3 separate regions of the Mus musculus genome follow, and regions 1 and 3 are each linked to region 2. Evidence: chromatin contacts called from public Hi-C data. All regions are on one chromosome and are shown on one strand. The core of a region is the stretch at or near the end of the contact, and the rest is flanking DNA. Distances in the headings are between cores, read along the strand shown. Region 1 overlaps Ptpn13 (protein tyrosine phosphatase, non-receptor type 13). Region 2 has its middle 19 kb from the start of Gm30443. Region 3 overlaps Ptpn13 (protein tyrosine phosphatase, non-receptor type 13).

Evidence for each region. Hi-C and Micro-C count contacts between places; a contact is called where the count stands out from the background.
Region 1: a Hi-C map of Sertoli cells shows a contact between it and region 2, with 3 times the contacts expected there. The contact joins two enhancer-like sites. A contact is called at or near these places in 2 of 484 Hi-C or Micro-C datasets (Sertoli cells and peritoneal macrophages), 5 of 115 datasets of contacts at active chromatin or transcription factors (the NIH/3T3 cell line, embryonic stem cells, heart atrium and 2 more) and 1 of 9 other capture datasets (embryonic stem cells).
Region 3: a contact with region 2 is called in a Hi-C map of uterus. The contact joins two enhancer-like sites. A contact is called at or near these places in 1 of 484 Hi-C or Micro-C datasets (uterus), 7 of 115 datasets of contacts at active chromatin or transcription factors (embryonic fibroblasts, embryonic stem cells, fibro-adipogenic progenitors and 2 more) and 1 of 9 other capture datasets (embryonic stem cells).

Annotation. Positions count from the first base shown.
Region 1 is chr5:103,567,360-103,571,185 of GRCm38.p6, reverse strand. Ptpn13 (protein tyrosine phosphatase, non-receptor type 13) reads right to left here. Exons shown (of 48, transcript NM_011204.2): 33 at 3,002-3,160; 34 at 1,585-1,756; 35 at 1,278-1,488. Among named protein-coding and RNA genes, the nearest start is that of Slc10a6, 60 kb to the left of the region's middle. Within about 2 kb of position 1,390, at least 13 of the 459 cell types and tissues checked have an H3K27ac peak or open chromatin away from gene starts, as enhancers often do. A contact at or near this core is called in Sertoli cells, where this site is marked.
Region 2 is chr5:103,376,464-103,380,594 of GRCm38.p6, reverse strand. No RefSeq gene overlaps it. Among named protein-coding and RNA genes, the nearest start is that of Gm30443, 19 kb to the right of the region's middle. Within about 2 kb of position 2,799, at least 122 of the 459 cell types and tissues checked have an H3K27ac peak or open chromatin away from gene starts, as enhancers often do. A contact at or near this core is called in Sertoli cells, embryonic fibroblasts, fibro-adipogenic progenitors and 1 more, where this site is marked.
Region 3 is chr5:103,591,510-103,595,600 of GRCm38.p6, reverse strand. Ptpn13 (protein tyrosine phosphatase, non-receptor type 13) reads right to left here. Exons shown (of 48, transcript NM_011204.2): 46 at 1,879-2,094; 47 at 922-984. Among named protein-coding and RNA genes, the nearest start is that of Slc10a6, 36 kb to the left of the region's middle. Within about 2 kb of position 2,625, at least 56 of the 459 cell types and tissues checked have an H3K27ac peak or open chromatin away from gene starts, as enhancers often do. A contact at or near this core is called in embryonic fibroblasts, fibro-adipogenic progenitors and uterus, where this site is marked.

The DNA of each region.
Region 1 (3,826 bases), core at 141-2,640, 190 kb before region 2:
AGCAAGAGGAACCAGATGACTTACACAAACCAATAAACTCCCTTTCTTGGCCAAACAGAACTGAGGTATGTTTCTGGTCCTTGCAATGTACTTGATATGTACTAACTGCCTATTAATTGGAGTCACACTGAAGCATTTCCCTGCTTAGCTGTTTCCCTTCTTAGACTCTATATGGAACTCTCTTCTACTGTTACTCTTTTATTGGCTGTGAATTAGTAATTCTGTAATGCCTGTATGAGGGTACAAGCACAACCAATGACTGAACTGTATGCTTACAGACCCAAAAGGCTGTAAATGACTGTCCAGTATCTTGTGCATGCAGACATACACAACTATAAGGCTGTAGACTAACGCCCAGTACCTTGTGCATGCATATACCCAAGGCTATAGACTACTGCCCAGTACCTTATCCATACACACACCCAAGGCTGTAGACTACTGCCCAGTACCTTGTGCATACACACACCCAAGGCTGTAGACTACTGCCCAGTACCTTGTGCATACACACACCCAAGGCTGTAGACTACTGCCCAGTACCTTGTGCACACACACCCAAGGCTGTAGACTACTGCCCAGTACCTTATGCATACACACACCCAAGGCTGTAGACTACTGCCTAGTGCCTTATGCATACACACACCCAAGGCTGTAGATTACTGCCCAGTACCTTGTGCATACACACATCCAGGCTGTAGACTACTGCCCAGTGCTTTATGCATACACACACCCAGGCTGTAGACTACTGCCCAGTACCTTGTGCACACACACCCAAGGCTGTAGACTACTGCCCAGTACCTTGTGCACACACACCCAAGGCTGTAGACTACTGCCCAGTACCTTGTGCATACACACACACAAGGCTGTAGACTACTGCCTAGTGCCTTATGCATACACACACCCAAGGCTGTAGATTACTGCCCAGTACCTTGTGCATACACACATCCAGGCTGTAGACTACTGCCCAGTGCTTTATGCATACACACACCCAGGCTGTAGACTACTGCCCAGTACCTTGTGCACACACACCCAAGGCTGTAGACTACTGCCAGTACCTTGTGCACACACACCCAAGGCTGTAGAGTACTGCCCAGTACCTTATGCACACACACACCCAAGGCTGTAGAGTACTGCCCAGCACCTTGTGCACACACACACCCAGGCTGTAGACTACTGCCCAGTACCTTGTGCATACACACACCCAGGCTGTAGACTACTGCCCAGTGCTTTATGCATGCATACATATACCCAAGGCTGTAGACTTACTGCCTAGTTCCTACCTTGTTACTTTCAGCACCACTGAAGGAAGTGACAGGTCCAATGCCCTGTTTGCATCTTCCAAGGTCATTCCTTGTGTGCTGACTCCGTTCACATAATGGATGATGTCTAATAGCTGGAGACTACCGTCAACAGCTGCAGCTGACCTTGGGTTGATATCACTAATATACACCACTCCATGTGGACTGCCTTGACCTCCAGACAGGGAAAATCCTTCAAAGAACAGAAAACAATTATTTCTCAGTCACAGGAGTCTTGCTTTTAATGACGCATGGAGGCCGTCCTGAGCAAAGCTTGTGCTTTCCTTACCTAACTCCTCTCCGTGGCATGTGACTGTAATGTCGGGCAGCAGATGGGGAAATACTGGCATCCTGGGTAACTCCAGAATCCGCCCAAGAACTAATCTGACTGTTTTGGGTGCGGCTCGCAGCAGATTCACTGCATCTGTGTGGGTCATGTTTGTAACGTCTGTATCATTAACCTACAGAAGGAGAGAGAGGTAAGCTAAGGTTTGGTTTTTGGAACAGGAAACATAATTATAGTCTTTATCAGCCAGTAAGAGATTTATGGTGATGCAGTCTCTAATTTATTAGAATCTCTTTGCCTGCAGAGATTAGAGAGACAATGGTCAAGCCATTATGAATATAAAGTCGCTTACAAGTAAGTGCATACTTCATTGTCCTCCAGAATGTAAGAAACTGGCTGTCTCATGGACCTGAGATCAAAAGGACTTTCAGTTTAAGCAGCAGCCTGCAGCAATTCCCAAGAACCTATGTATATATGTATATAAAGGCTGTAGCGCAGAATGGTCTGACCCCCTCCCTGCCTTCACATCCCTCGTGCTGGGATTATAGGTGGGTGGCACTGTGTTAGTTCTCTGTAGTGCTGCGGCTTGAGTCCAGGGCTCTGTGCAAGCTACACATGCACTATCAACTGAGCGACACACCTAGTCCCCACCACCCACTTAAGAGACAGGGTCTCATGCTGAGCTTGCAACTTAGTCGAGAGTGATCTTGTATTCCTGACCTGACTGCCTCTACCCGCCAAGCGCTGAGACTTCAGGTGTGTGCACTCTGCCTTTAATTTTTAAGTGGTGGGGGAGAAAACATAAACCAGAGAAACTGTCATAACTTAGCACCTTCCCCAGTGCTGACTTGGTTTTGCTCATGGCTACAGTCTGGATGTGGCTCTCGTGTTAAGAGGCTAGGTCCTCCGCGTGACTAGACCGGAGGTGCACCTGCAGGAGGAGCAGCAGGACCCCGGACTCTCTGGCATCCTCCTGAGGTGGGATCTCTTCCTCTCATCCAGGTGATGCCTTCACTCAGGCTAGCTGCTGGAGCTATGTCTTCAAAGCTCCCATGCAGTGAGATAACTAAGCTTCTTTTGTTTTTAGTTAGCCTGTGTAAGGTATTTCATGATACTGATAAAAGATAGATTGAGACAGCCAGTCACATTTGTAAAAATGTCTCCATTCCCCTTAATTGTCTCACTTTAAAAAAATTATTATTTTATATAGAGCATTTGAGTGTTTTGCCTATTATCTATGTCTGTGTATCATCTGTGTGCCTGATAGCTGCAGAGGCCAGGACTGGAAATCCCTGGAACTGGAGTTACAGGCAGTTGTAAACCAACATGTTGGTGATGGACTTTGAACCCAGGTCCTCTGGAAGAACAGCCTGTGCTCTTAAAGCGCTGAGCCGCCTCTCCAGCCCCTTGGGGGTCTCACCTTTATAAGCCGGTCTCCAGCCTTTAGCCTTCCGTCACCTTTGGCTGGATCCTGTATGACATCATGGACATAACAACCAATACTCTGACTGCCTTTGGTTACTGTAAAGCCCAGACTTCCTTTTTCTGATTTAACCAGGGTAATGAGAAGCTCTACTTCCTAGAGAAAAAACACAAATTGACATAAGGTTGTCCTCTTTCTCCTATAGACAAACACACATGATTATTGCTGCCCTTGGCTAAGAGACAAGAAACACAAATCTTAACTTGGCCAAGTCGTCTCAGCTCTAGACAGGAAGCTCCTTTATTTCCAAGCATATAACATATGAAGTATAAAGTTAATGGTTGTCTCCAGTCTTTCCCTCTATGCTTACTCCCCCTCTTCATTCTCCTTCATCTTATAAGACTTTTTTCCTATCTGGAAGAGCCAGGACTGTATCAAGAGCCTCACACACGCCGGGCAGGGCTCTCCAGAGCGAGCAGGGCATAGCCAGGAGAAACAAGGCAGCCAAGTGGTGACACGTGGACAAAGACTTGGGCGGTGGGGGGACGGTTTAGAAAAATCCTTCACGTTTTTAAACAACCAAGACAGAAACCAGGAGATACAAAAGGAAGTTTTTGTTTGTTGCTGCTTTTGTAAAAATATGAATGAAGTGCCTGGATGCTTGAAGATCACAGCTTCACTAACTAAGACGTGCAACAAACTCAAAAGATTTTATTCTTGAAATTGTTTCCTAAGCTTGATTTGCAGGCTGTAATAAAATGAATACATGTGGGTTAAACTGGGAACAGGGATGGCAGGGTAGGGTTGAAAGGGTTGAGAGCG
Region 2 (4,131 bases), core at 1,550-4,049:
TGCAATTCCAGTTCTAGGGGATCTGACTCCTTCACACAGACATACATGCGATCAAAACACCAATGCACATAAAATAGAAATTAAAAAAATAAACTGTTAAAAAGTCTTTAAAGGGCTGGAGAGATGGCTCAGCAGTTAAGAGCACTGACTGTTCTTCTGAAGGTTTTGAGTTCAAATCCCAACCACATGGTGGCTCATAACCATCCGTAATGAGATCTGATGTCCTCTTCTGGGGTGTCTGAAGACAGCTACAGTGTACTTACACATAATAAATCAATCAATCAATCTTTTTTTTTAAAAAAAAGTCTTAAAATAATTAAAAATGAATTTGTGATGTAGAGTTGTTTCTTGACAGCCCTTTGTTATACTTTTCCATGAAGTAGAAATATTTACTGGTTTCTCATTTATCTGAAACTTTATAACTGATAATTTTAACCTCAAGGTGTTTCTGGTTTATTGGGACTCATGGTCCAGGCTGCTCTGCAAATCTGTATATAGCCTAGGATGAGACCTTCAACTCGTAATCCCCCTGCCTCAGCCTCTCCAATGCTGGTGTTGTGTGTGTGTTACTGCGCCACTCAGGGTTTTGGTCCTACAGGACCTAGATTCTCAAGTAAACCATGATTACCCAAGTTTTGTTTTGTTTTGTTTTTCTTTCTTTTTTTTTTTTTATGTATTTTCCTCAATTACATTTCCAATGCTATCCCAAAAGTCCCCCACACCCTCCCCCCCACTCCCCTACCCATGTTTTGTTTTTCGAGACAGGGTTTCTCTGTGTAGTCCTGGCTGTCCTGGAACTCACTTTGTAGACCACGATGGCCTCGAACTCAGAAATCCGCCTGCCTCTGCCTCCCAAGTGATGGAATTAAAGGCGTGCGCACCACACCCGGCTCAAGTAAACCATGAAATGCTCAAACTGAAATCAACTTCTGTGTGTTACACAAGAGACTGGTTAAAACAGTGTGAGAGCCATAGTGACTCCAGAGCCTGTGTGGGAAACTCAATGTTCTCCTAAGTGACACAGCTTTTGGTTCATAATTATTTTATTGTTTAAGAGGTTGGGAGGCTGGCCTTGTAGTTCAGCCTGTGCAGCACTATTTGTGGATGTCTCAGGGCATCCATGTTCAAAACTTCAATGGCTACCGCAGCACTTGATGGGACTACCTTCAGTTATATAGACCAGCAGTGACTAACACGTGGTTTTATGGTACAGGTCTGTCATTCTGCAAGATCACAGGACCAAAACTCAGAAAAGCCCCTGTAGTGGTTTGAATATGCTTGACTCAGGGAGTGGCACTCTTAGGAGGTGTTGTCTTCGTGGAGTAGGTGTGGCTTTGTTGAAGGAAGTGTGTCACTGTGGGAGTGGGCTTTGAGACCCTCCTCCTAGCTGCCTGGAAGACAGTCTCTCCTGGTTGCTTTAAAATCAAAATGTAGAACTCTCAGCTCCTTCTCCAGCACCATGCCTGCCTGGATGCTACCATGCTTCTTGCTATGATGATAATGGACTGAACCTCTGGAACTGTAAGCCAGCCCCAATTAAATGTTTTCCTTTATAAGAGTTGCCTTGATCATGGAGTCTCTTCACAGGAACGGAAACCCTAAGACAGCCTCTGGCTTCTGTTGTTGTCAACTTGTGAGTTCTAATAATTCTAGGGGTTGGAGAGATAGATGGCTTAGCAAATTAAAGGCACTTTCAAGGTAAAGGTAGGAGGTGACAGCCAATACCTGCTATGTGTCTTCCAACCTACAAGTGTGCTCTGGTATGAGCTTGCCTATACACCCACCCACCCGGTAAAGAAATGTAAAGAAAGGAAAATTAAGAAAGAAACGGTTAATTCTGATTGAAAGCCCCACCCTTTTCACTTTGAACTGATCCCTGAAATTCTGTTGCCTTGCAGATGTGGCACGGCAGTTTGCCCTTAAGAAGAATTACAGATACTCTCTACTATATATCAAACATGGAACTATATCCTTTAACACGTGAAATAGGTGCTTACTCTCTTTGGATCTATTTAGATTCTGATTTAGATCCCTGACCTGAATGGACGCTGAACAAACGTCTGATGGGTTGACAGGTTCTGTTCTAAGAACTCTTCACGGTCTCGTTCTTCCCCTGCGCTGCTCTGACAACATCCCACTTCCCACAGTCCTCCTCTCTCAGGTGCTGCGCATGCCCACTGTAGAAAACGCAGGACTCAAGATATAGGATGCATACAAGGGTCTGATAACACTTTCTAGTTCTTTTGTTGACTAATGTCTTTTTCATGATAGAACACAAACACATAACAAACAAACAAACAAACAACAACAACAAAACTGAAACAAGCCAACATTCAAAATCACGGTCATCCTGTTTTCTTGCTTCCCTTTCCTAGTCTTTTCTCAAACTCCCCAGGAAGCAAGTCCAAAGATTCTGTCTCCTGAAATCGGGAAGTAGAGCCTGCCGGGTGCCCTCCCTCCCACCCCCAATCCCTACCTCCCTCCTCCTCAGCCAGTCACCAGTTTTTGGTATGGAAAGAAAGGGGGTATCTTGGGCTTGTGTCTGTAACTATGAAGCTGCTTTGTAATCGAAAGCTCTCCTCTGCTCACAGGAAGCAATCGGGTCAGAACAACTTCCTCTCAACAGTTCAAGGGGCTGATTGTCTCCCAAGCTTATCACATAGACTCCCAGAAATCCCCGCGGGCAATAGAACATAAATGACCTTTTTTTTTTTTTTTAAATGGTCACCCAAGTACACTCATCTCAAAGTAGCTTTTCTGAGCCTTATTGATTTATTAAATGGGCTTGCAAGTTTTTACTGGTCACAATGAAAGATTTGAAAGAGCACGCAAGTAGGCGACGACGCTTCAAGTCACTGACATTTGTGGCTCTAAGCAACTACAGAGATAAGATATTTCTGGTCAGAGTGCTGAGTGCACAGTGGCTACAATGTAGTCAGTGATCAGCCTCAGGAAGCAGCGGGTTTCCTTCCCCATCCCTCCTGTCCCTCCGGGAGAAGGTTGTTTGTGGCCCAGTGTGAACACTGAAGCCGGCCATCAGCTGCCTTGTTTAAAATGCGAGGGATCTTTATTCTGTGTGGCCTCCTGCTTCCCCACCTCATGTTAGGAACCTTTTTCCTGCTCAGGGATTAAAATCCTAAATACCGGAAAGGCGCTGCACATTACTGGATTCAGAACAATGACTTCCTCTCTCCAGGACAAGCCCTTCTGAGGCATTCTCTGGAACTGATAACCTTATGGGAAGTCCTTCATCCTCCCACACCTCCAACTTCTCTCTTTTAGCAACATTAACCTGGGCCAGGAGTTTCTCCCTCTGCCTCCCAGTCCCAGTCTCATCTTTCATGACATGTCTGCTGAGGTCTTGCCTGCAGTTCTGTGGAGGGGATGCCTCGCCTTCTCGTTCTTTTTAAAAGGTCCGTGGTTTTTTTGTTTTTTTGTGGCATGGCTGTCTCTTATTTTCTCCGCTGGTTTCCCCTTCCTTGGTGACTCACTGGGTCTCTTCAGATCTCATGCTGAAGCTCCGTGTTACTGTTTTCTTTGGCCAGGGAGCTTGACTCCCACACACTCGACTCCCCTCACTCCCCTGGTTGCTCTTGCCAAGGTTGCAGCGAGCTTAATTGTATCTTTTTTGTATGTTCAGTTTTTTATTTTAGTTCTTCACTTTCTTTTTAGCGTTTGAGAAATTTTGTTTTGTTAGAATTGAGTCACTCAGTTCATGTACATTCAGTTCTCCCCTTTGTAGAAGTTAGGGTGATCGCAGCGATGAATGGCAGTGGATTTTCACAACATGAACAGGAAGGCTCGAGAGTTTCTGTTTTCCTCTTCAGATGTGAGCGATGTTTCACCCAGCACATCCCTCTGATACGGGGTGAGTTTGTATTTACGAAACCAGAGAAAACCTTCAAACACGGATTACAGAGAGTCCACAGTTCCCAGAGGAAGTAGCAAGGAGATGATACAAGAATAGAAGAGAAAGAGAAACGTATCTGGAAGTTAGTTCGATGAGATCATGGTTAGCTTTAAACTGATGTAATGGTTGCTTGTCTAGTCATTAATAGTCCTGCTTTCTCTTTCTATGTCCAAAGACTTCCTCAACCTTCAGCCCCACCCAAACACACAAAGCAGGGAGAT
Region 3 (4,091 bases), core at 1,376-3,875, 220 kb before region 2:
CGGTAGCTTCAGCTGGGGATGGGGTGATGCCGTGTACATTCAGTTTTAGGAAAGAGGAGTGAACACAACAGAAACAGCTGTGGGGGCTGTCTGGCAGGGCCTGCGGTCCTTCTCGGCCTCTCTGAGCTGCTGCTGTCTGAAAGGCTGGTGACTGAGATGGGGAGGAACCCCATCAGGCAGCAGGCAGAGCCATTCTCACTCGGAGCCTCCAACAAGTCCACCCTTTATGAGCAACTTAGTGGGGACACTGCATCCCTTCTTCCCTCTCCCCACCTTTCCCCTCCCTCCCTGTGTGTGTGTCTGTGTATGTATGTGCCTGTGTGTGTGTCTGTGTATGTATGTGCCTGTGTGTGCATGCATGAGGAGCCAGATGACAGCCCTGGGTAGGTGCCTCCCCGCCCCTCCCCTAACCCCCTGCTTTTTTGAGACAGGGTCTCTCAATGGCTGGAGCTCATAAATTTAGGAACTTGCCTGAGTCTGTCCTCCCAGTCTATGCCTGGATTTTCGTGTAGGTTTTGAGGCTCAAACCTAGGACCTCATGACAGTACTTCACTGAGGAGCTATCTCCCCAGCTCCTGTTCTCCATTAAAAAAATAAAAATTTTAAGGTAGTATCTAAAATGATAGTCTGAAATTCCCCCTTTTTTTTTTTCTGAATTAGTCTTAATGCTATAGAAGGGTCCTTTATGACAAGAGATGTTGGTTTTATGTTATAACATGGAAGGAAACCTTCAAAGAGATCACTGGGCAAAGGGTAGAGCCTTCCTCTGTCATCCTGTTACCTGAAGGCTGAGATGAGAAGAGCGCTTGAGCCCAGGTTAGCCTGGGCCATAGCAAGATCATCTCAGAAAGACAGACAGAAAGAGAATACAAATTCAAGAGCAACTTTTAAACTATTAGTCTCAGAAGAAGTCCTCCTCACCTCGGTCTGCACCATGCCGTGCCTCTGAAGCCTCATGCAGCGCACTAGGTCAGAGATGTCGAACTGCCGGGACACAGAGTGGTGCGTTAGACACAAGCTGGGTGATGCGAAGGCGTCCCCTGTGGGGTCCTCACCCCTGCCCCTCCTCACGACTCGTCAAACTCTCCAGTATAATGACTTCCTGAAGTGACCTTCTATGATACAGTATTTCTAAGAACTAGAGTCTACTATGTTTGAACGTCTTTGATACACATTCTCTTCCTCTGACATTTAGCTAATTTCTTAAACTATAAAAAAATAATGTAAGCAATATTCCTCACACTAATGTCCAGAATAAAATTCCATTTCCTTTTAATTTAGCTGATGCTTGACAGTCTGAGACGAGGGCAGACTGGACTGCTGGGTGTGCCCCACTTCAGTTATCATAGGTTATAGGAGTATCAAGAACTGGATAGAACTGCATCATCTAAAACCCTTTAAGAGACAGACCCTTTAATCTCTATATCTCTATCATCTACCTATCTACACACATACATATATATATACATACTATATATTGATTATATACAATATACAATTATATCCAAAAACTATATATATATTTAAATACAAGATATTTTGGCAATTAAGGAAGTTTCATACGAATTTAGATTAGAGTCAAAGTAAGATCACACTGTTACTTGCTTTATTAATATTTAAAAATTAAGAGTAACTACTTAGAGTAATAGATTAGTATTAATTTTCAAACAAAATTACCAATTTCTTATCTATAGGTAACAAGGACAAAGCTCAATATTTTTCTTTTTAAAAGTGGACTGTCTTTTGGACTTTGGTATTTCCTGTAGTCATGGCAACAGTACTGACTTGCTCTCACAGAGAAGCTTACTGTCTGTACAAGGTGAAACAACACATTTAGACAGTCACATCGCCCAGCACTCGGCCGTATCTTGTACTTACTTCCAGATCCTGGCTGATTAAGCCTAGGACCACGTCTATGCAAATGAGGGTTCCTGAGCGTCCAATGCCAGCGCTGCAGTGTGTGATGACTGGGCCCGACCTACGGATGTGTCTCATGTAGGAGATGAATGTGAGCAGGTCGTCTGGCTGCGACGGTGTATCGTGGTCTGGCCAGGCAGTGAAATTCAGATGAGAAATATGTCGCACCTCCCCTGTCTGAAAGTGTAAAATGTAGTGAGTTACAATGTCACCTGTCCCTAAGTCAGGTCCTTACAGTATCATTTCCATCTTTCAAATTTGAGTGGTATATTGAATCAGATCAAAAGAAAAAATGGAAGAGATAAAAAGGTATAAACATACAAAGCTGGGTATGGTGGCATATGCCTAATTTCCAGTATTCAGACCAAGAGAGGAGGACGGAGTATTCAAGGCCAGCTTAGGGTACAGAGCAAGACTGTGGCTAAAACCGACAACAACAGATTGAAAAATACACGGACTGCATCACCACCGCCCAGTCCTAGTGGCTAGGGATGGTACCCAGGCCTCTGTGGGCTCATTTAAGTGATATGTTTGGCAATGTCAGTCTCAGAACTTTATTCTTTCTTTCCCATTAGAACTCCTCCTCCCCCAGCATCCTCTGGTTTTATTATCTGCTTCGTTTTCCTCAAATGCAGCCTCTCAGGCCATCCTGTGTTGTTGAACACACAGCCTGTATCTCAGAGTCCAGCAACCCTTCCTTTCGGTTTTGTTTTCCCAGCAGCACGACTAACACAGCCAGCCCACGCCCACGCAGGCAGCAAGCTCCATGTGGGTACTGAACGGCTGTCTGCCTGTTGTTAAAATGCTGGACCTGGGGTCCATGCCAGGGTTTGAGTTGGACTACTCTACTGTGATTCATGATCAGGTCACCTGAGGAACACGAAGTGCTAAGCTCATCTGAGCAATGGGTAAGCTCGTGTGAGCCAAAACATCACCTGGCAGGACCTAGGAGCATTAATTAAAATGTGTTAACTAAAATGTTTAGGTTTCATAAAGGAATAAAAGCTCTGACACTTTGTAAATAATAAGGAAAGTCTCATAACACGTTTATATGTCGCCAATGGAAGTGAATCAGCATACTGTTTTGTTTTTGTTTTGTTTTGTTTTCCTTCTAGAAAAGCTGAAGAAAGCTCAGGGGTAAAGTGCTTGTCACATAAGCATGGAGTCTGAGCTTGCATCCCCAGCATCCACAGAAAAAGTTGGGCATGGGGACTGCCCTTTAATCCTGTGCTGGGGAGATGGAGTCAGGAGGATTCCTGGGGCTGGAAGGCAGCCGGAGCAGTTCAATCTGGGAGCTCCGTGTTCAGTGGCCGAGTCTTTCTCAAGGGAGGCAGAGAGCCACAGAGGAAGGAAGATTCCTACATCAGCCTCTAGCGTACACGTGCGCACAGACATACCTACACATCTATGTACACACACAAACACATATACACACAGAGAAGGAAAAACAAAGAAACGTTGAAGAAAGTTAAAGACTCATGAGCAAACATGGCTTTGCATAGCTCATATTTCCGGGAAGGGTGCACCAGGTGAGGGAATGCCACACTGAAGAGACAGACGGCTGGCTCTGTCTAAAGGCCGATCACAAGCTAGCATGCACTAGTTTTATCCAGTGTGTCTGGCAAGTGTGTCAATGACAGCTGATATGGCACAGCTGTGCACACCCGCTAAACATGTAGGCTGCCTTCACCGGACGTGTTCTCATAGCCACAGATTTCTTAAAACAGCTTCAATTAGTCTACTTAGATATTGGACCCTGTAGGTGTTAAACAAAGCAAGTTTCATCAGGTGTGCTGGCACATGCCTTTAATCCCAGCACTTGGCAACCAGAAGTAGGCCAATCTAGAGTTCAAGGCCAGCTTAGCCTGGTCTACAGATCGAGTTCCAGGACAGCCAGGGCTACACAGGGAAACCTTATCCCGAAAAAAAACAACAACAATAATAATAACAACAACAGTAATGGTTCTATGTACACTGCAGTTTATGAACTGTTTTGTGCTGTTTATTCCTAAGCACAGACTGATGATCATGTTAAAACCCCATGTTTGTTCTAATACAGCATCTACCAGATGAAACTGAATGAGGGCCACTCTTAAAACTCTACTGGAAGCTGCGTGTGGTTTGACAGGATCACACATTCCTGTAATCCCAGTACCCAGGAGACAGAAGCAGGG